Linked DNA regions of Triticum aestivum: region 2 is linked to region 1. A link is a contact called in public Hi-C data. All regions are on one chromosome and are shown on one strand. The core of a region is the stretch at or near the end of the contact, and the rest is flanking DNA. Distances in the headings are between cores, read along the strand shown. Region 1 holds the start of LOC123169302 (E3 ubiquitin-protein ligase EL5). Region 2 has its middle 61 kb from the start of LOC123169302.

Region 1 (3,292 bases), core at 522-3,021:
TTGAAAAGGATGATCACATTAATTATATTATTATGAAAAGTATCATCGAGCATTGGATGGAAATATCGCGTTAATAAGTAGCAGCTAGAATATTTATGCCTCCGTTGCAACACATGCGCAAGTATAGCTGTAGGAGTATATCATAAAGCCAAACACTGTCTTAATGTTATAAGTGTTACTGTTGCAAATGCATGGCAAATTTCCTTTTCCTTTTGTAACAGAAAAAAGACGTAAAAGAAGCAAAGGCGAATAACTATCTCGCTTACAGTTCATCCGTCATTGACTAACCTCCTATAAAATACGGGTGCATTCACTAACTATCTCGCTTACAGTTCACCCGAAGAACAGGGAAAAGAATACGGGTGAACACCAAGAGTTGGAAGGCCAATTTTAACTAACCTCCTATAAAATAGAGAAGAATCCGGCCGAGCAAAGCTTAGTGAATGATTTTTACTTCACTAACTTTTGGTCGGACCTAGCTGAACTCCTAATTAATAGAGTAAAAAACAAATTTGCATAAGTTCAACCTAGATTCGATTTGAACAATTGAAATTGGACATATTAATCATCCACCTTGTCTTGACATCCCACTCGACATGAGTTTTTAAACCTAAACATAAACATAAACTTAAAAATAAACATGAAATTAAACTAAATTAATCTTCACCATCATCATCACCCTTGTAGAGGGCGAGCTAATCTTGCCTCTACATTCCACCATCCATGGGGTCCGGGCATGTGCCGTCGTCGCCGGAGTTGGGGAAGATGCGCCGCCACTCTTCAACGTCGAACTCCTCCTCGGCCTTGCCGTCACCGTGCTTGTCATCGTCGTCACCCCCGTGCTCCTCGTCGGCGGAGAGGATGATGACCTCCCTATCGACCGCGCGCTCCGAGAAGATCGCCCGCTCCTCCTCCACGTTGGCGGCCTCCGCAGCGAATTGCTCCCTCGCATCCCAGTCCTCCCGAGCCATCGCCGCATTCACCACCCCTGACGGCGGCGTGACGAGCTCAACGGGCGCCGTCCCCCACAGGAAGTTGGGGCACGCCGTGCAACCGGACCTGCCACCGGGCGTACTTGAGGGCGCCGAGCTCCGCCGTGTGGAAGGACCCGAGCCAATTCTTCGTGTTGGTCTCACAGTCGGTTATCTCCGCCACCCACGTACCCCCGCTGGTGGATGCCGATGTACTTCCTCTGCTGCTGTCGCGCGGAGGGAGGTCGGGAAAGTCAGAGATGCGGTGAGAGGGCCGCATACCAGCGGCGGCGGCGGCTTCTTGAGGAGGTGCCGCTTGAAGACGCGCGGCTCACGTGGCGGGGCGGATCCACGACGCGGATCGGCGGCATGGAGCACCATCCACGGGGTTCGGCCATTGGAAGGAGAGGGCGGCGGAACACAGCGGGGAAGGGGGTGTCACCGGTGGCGGGGACGGGGAAAAGTAGAAGCAGACGAGATGGAAAGGATGAGTGGAGATTTTTTTTTTTACTCCGTCGTCAAGCGGTGGAGTAAATATATGTTAGGGATAAGCGACGTTGGATAATGATCATCCTTCAACAGTTATCGGTGATCAGCTAGGTCCCGCTTAGATGAGTAAACCCAGGTTTTTACTCCTCTGACCGGTTATAGGCGATCAATTAGAAATGCCATGAGATAGTAGTAAGAGCCAACCTAGGTTACAACACCATTTGCACACCACACCCCAGTCAAACCGTTGCCAAGTTAATAAACTCATCACCATTTGCACATACCAAACCCCAAGAGCCAATATTATCTCATCCTCCACCCTTTTATAAACCCCCCCATTCTCTCCACTTTCCTACACCACCTTCGTCCTTCCGCTTTTCTTCTTCCCCATTCTTAGTTGCTACTTTTCCCTGTTCTTCGGGTGCATTCTCGTCCCTCGTGCTCCTTTTAGTTACCAACGACAAAGTTGATAATCTGCTTGGGAAGGACGCCCTTTTTCGTTTGTAATTTGTAAAACAAGAAAGATTCGGTCTGTGCTATTTATGCACACCATTGGCAACTGCCATCTGCCGTTCCACTCGTCCGAAGCCATCTTCTTGCATCAAGCGCCACCATGTCAACGCCCCAGAGCGGCAGCGCGAGCCCAGCGACCACGGCGGCGGCGGCGGTAGAGACGAGCAAGCACTGGGCGCCGCACGGCCCGATGCTGACGGCCTGCCTCGTCAGCATCAACGTGCTAATGATAGTCCTCATCTTCTTCTACTTCTGGCGGTTCTTCTCCGGGAAGCGAGGGCCGTCTACCCCCGGAGGTGCTGATGAGGAGTCGTCATCGACCGACTCGTCTCCGGCGACCTCGCCGAGAGCGTCCAGGCGACTGCGCGACCCCGAGCAGCCGGACATCCCGTCTTCCCTGCCCGTGTCCGTGTTCGACTCCAGCAGCGAAGCCGCCGGGAAGGCGGCGGCCGACTGCGCGGTGTGCATCGTGGAGTTCCGGGACGGCGACCTGGCGCGCCTCCTCCCTCGCTGCGGGCACCGGTTCCACGCCGCGTGCGTCGACGCGTGGCTGCATCTACACTCCACGTGCCCGCTCTGCCGCGCCAGCGTGGTCGCCCCTGCGCCCGCCGCCGCCGAGCCCAAGAACGACCCAAAAGACGACGGCGCGGAGTGCCCGGTGTGAGGCGGATCTGCGCGCGCCGGCGAGGCCGCGTGCTACCAAAGCCAAGCCAGAGGAGCACGTAAACGGCGGAAGGCGACACGCATCTTTCGGCGTCGGTGTGTCGCTATCCCTTAGCTGACTCCTGCGGGTCGGCGAGGTACGGTTGGCTTCGTTCCTCGTCTTTGGGTTTGTTGTGTTCTTGTTACTATACGTATCTCTCTGGCTCTCGTCAGTTTTGGTGATCGGTGAGATGCATATTTGAATCGGAGTCTTCTTCTATATGATGATGATGATGTGCGTATGATTGGAATTGTAAGATTAGCAACATATATATTAGATTAGGCTCGCGTGTGATTGTGTGCGTGACAAAATTAGTAGTGTAAGATCATATACATATGTAAATTATTAATGAAAAGGTTTGATCGACATTTTTGGGCATGGCCATCAAGTTGAAAATATGCTCTTTCGGCTATGTTGATGGGTACCTAATTGCATGGTTCTACAAAACGAGAAAGGGATTTCCTTTCACTCGGGAAGGTAGAAGTCCAATTGAACTCGCCTAGAATCTAGGCACATGAAATCAAGAAACAAGCAGACTCAACACCCAAGTGGAAGTCACTGTAATAGTAGGAAACTGCTTTTCTACTACGACATGCTTGAATTCTCTACTTTAGTG
Region 2 (2,916 bases), core at 272-2,771, 61 kb before region 1:
TGTAATTGAATAAAATTTTGCTAATTCAAAAAATGCTCATGAATGGAAAACTATCCTAAAAATTAAAATATTGTCTGTGACTTACAAAATAGTTTATTCATGCATAAAATATTTGCGGATTCAAAAAATGATCATGCATTTCAAAAAAGTTTGTTAAATAAAAAATCATGAATTTAAAAAATGTTCCACTAATTTCGAAAAAATATTCACCAATTCAAAAACATTGTTTAAAAAATGTCAATTTTTTTAAAAAATGTTTGCAAATAGTATAAAATGTTCATGAATTCAGAAAATGTTATTGATTTTAGAAATTTTGGAAAATTTGTAAAAGTGTTCATGAATTTGAAAAATGTTCACGTGTTTAAAAAATATTCATATTTCAAAATTTGTTCACGATCTCGCAAAATTGAGAGTGATAGTGTATCTCGATGATGCAGCAAAATGTGGCTATGGCCATTTAAGATTATAGAAAAAAATCTCATAGCAACGCATGGGCCCTTTTGCTAGTAGAATTGGAAGCTTTGATTGACATTTTTGGGCATGGTCATCAAGTTGAAAATATCTTTCCTCGGCTATGTTGATTGGTACCTAATTACATGGTTCGTACAAGAACTTTCACTTGGGAATGTAAAGTCCCATCAAACTCGTCTAGAATCCACACTGATGATATCAAGAAAGAAGCATCGTCAACGTCCAATTGGAACTCACTGGCGTAGTAGGAAACTGCCTTTTCTTCTACGACATGCTTGAATTCTCTACTTTGGTGACTTGGGTCATTCAAGTTTGCAAGCAAGCGCCGTAGAAACTGAAATGTTGTTGCTGGAACCTTGTGTTGTTAAGGTCGCCAAGAAAATGGTCCCGCGGCCGCATTTCTCTCCTACCTATCGAAGAGAGACAATGGGCACAGGGACATTGGAAAAAAGGGTGTAGATGCTTAGGGCTCCTTTGATTCACATGATAGAAAAAATAGAGGATTGCTATGACCTACCTGCCCGTTTGAATTCGATGGAATTGTAAAACAAAGGAATTGACACAAGCGTGTTGTTCATGGAAGCGCATGAATTTTTCCATGAGCTCGGACTTTTCTAAAATTCTTATGAAATAGAGCACGGAAAATTCCATAGTAACTATTCCTAGTCCTAAACTAAAACCACGACAAGAATTATGGTACGGAGGGAGGACAAATCAAGGTTTACAAAAAATATATTACTTAGGATCACCATCCTATAAAAATCCCGTAAAAATCGCATGGATCCAATGAGCTTTTCCGGGAACATCAAATCATCGCTTTCATGTAGCAGTTGTCATGTCATGTCTACCGTCTACCATTGTCAAAGCAATGAAACCACTGACCTTTCCACACATGTACAGTAAGTACATGGTACCAACTGGACGCACGCGTAGTGGATTCGGTTCTTGGAGCTAGCTGCTAGCTCCTTGAGTCATGGAGGTGGTCCGTTGAGTCACCACACTGCTGTGCATGCAACAGTATGGCCACTCACTAGCAACAGTATGGAGTAGTAGTAGATCACACACGTCCGTCTGGTCAGGTCAGGCACGTTTCGTCAGGTTTCTTGCCGCCCCATCCCTATGCGTGCATGCATATCTTCCAGCTCATAGTCACACGCAGATTGTAGATAAGCCTCGGGGCTCACAGCTACAACACCTACCTAGCTACCCGAGGTACCGAGAAGCGCCCTAACATCCTGGGCAAATACAGCACGCTTCCACTCCAAGAGTATTTGTACCCCAGACAGCAGCGACGTTCAATTTAAAATGTATCTCTTTCTGGTCGATCGATTACGTTGTCGTCGTTCGTGGTCAGTTGTACCGTCCTCAGATCGTACCGTTTCGTACGCCGACGGCGACGTGATCAGACCGGCCCTCCGTCGTCGCCTCCTCCCATGTTTCAAAGGCACGACGACAAGACAAGCGGATCCATGTGCTCGGCGGGAAGGGGCACCGCACCATCGAAAGCAACGGCCATGCACTACATATTACCACCACATGCGCGCACCGGTGCACCGCCAACTTGACCGCCGGTGCTGCATGCTGTGCTGAGGTGGACGTCGATGTACGGAGACCCGACGTGTGACTCATAGTATTATCTCCACGATAGTATTCTGGGGGAGAAAGATGGTCGATGAAGAAGAGATGCCAAAACGAGAGGAGGGAGCATCTTGTCTATGCATGCATGTGGTTCTACGATAGGGTAGTACGGTAGAATGATCTGGAGGGAGTTGGGGATTAATTAGTCGGCCGCGCGTACTGTACGGTGTTGGTCACGAGCTGCGGAATATGTCCTTGATTTTGGGCACCTTGGGTGGGGCGATGTGATGCTAGCTGCTGCCTGGCATGATTGGCATCCAACATGTGCCGACGAACAAGATGTTTACCTAACATCCAAGCATCAACGAAATTGTTGCTGGAGCCGCGGTCAGATGTTGCTACTTGCTAGCTGTTCGTCAGCGGTCACCGGTTGCGCTCAAGGCTTGGGACTGATGCTTTGACGCCGATCCAAGCAAGAAAGGAACGCACGCCGGACCGGCCAGCCAAGCCAGACGGCACCATCATATCGCGACTGAAAGAGTACGGTGAGATCAACAGGTTAAGGGCAGGACCCTCAAAACACCGCGCGTCTTCTTGTTCATTTTCCCGTGAACCAAAAGCAAATGGGGGCTTTGTGGGAGTCCAGGCCGTCTTCATCATGTAGGACTCCGACACCCTACCTGCTAAAAACCAAGACGGAGCCCAAGCATCTCAGGCAGTCCGCACTATTTTTGTGCCAAAACTCGCGCTCTCCCCTCCCTCTCCGCTTTGATCGTCACCACCCTCCATCCCAATCCCCGCGCTTTTCGCCTTCCGCCACCGCATGGACCTATATGAAGACATGCCGGAGCCGATGTAACTAGGGGA

The links. Hi-C and Micro-C count contacts between places; a contact is called where the count stands out from the background.
Region 2: a Hi-C map of leaf shows a contact between it and region 1, with 4 times the contacts expected there. The contact joins the enhancer-like site here to the promoter of LOC123169302 in region 1. A contact is called at or near these places in 4 of 5 Hi-C or Micro-C datasets (leaf and an unstated tissue).

What each region holds. Positions count from the first base shown.
Region 1 is chr1D:320,816,186-320,819,477 of IWGSC CS RefSeq v2.1, reverse strand. It overlaps LOC123169302 (E3 ubiquitin-protein ligase EL5), which reads left to right and starts at 1,771. Exons shown (of 1, transcript XM_044587146.1): 1 at 1,771-3,064. The coding sequence starts at 2,074. The coding sequence ends at 2,637.
Region 2 is chr1D:320,877,031-320,879,946 of IWGSC CS RefSeq v2.1, reverse strand. No RefSeq gene overlaps it. Among protein-coding and RNA genes, the nearest start is that of LOC123169302, 61 kb to the right of the region's middle. Within about 2 kb of position 1,521, at least 1 of the 8 cell types and tissues checked has an H3K27ac peak or open chromatin away from gene starts, as enhancers often do.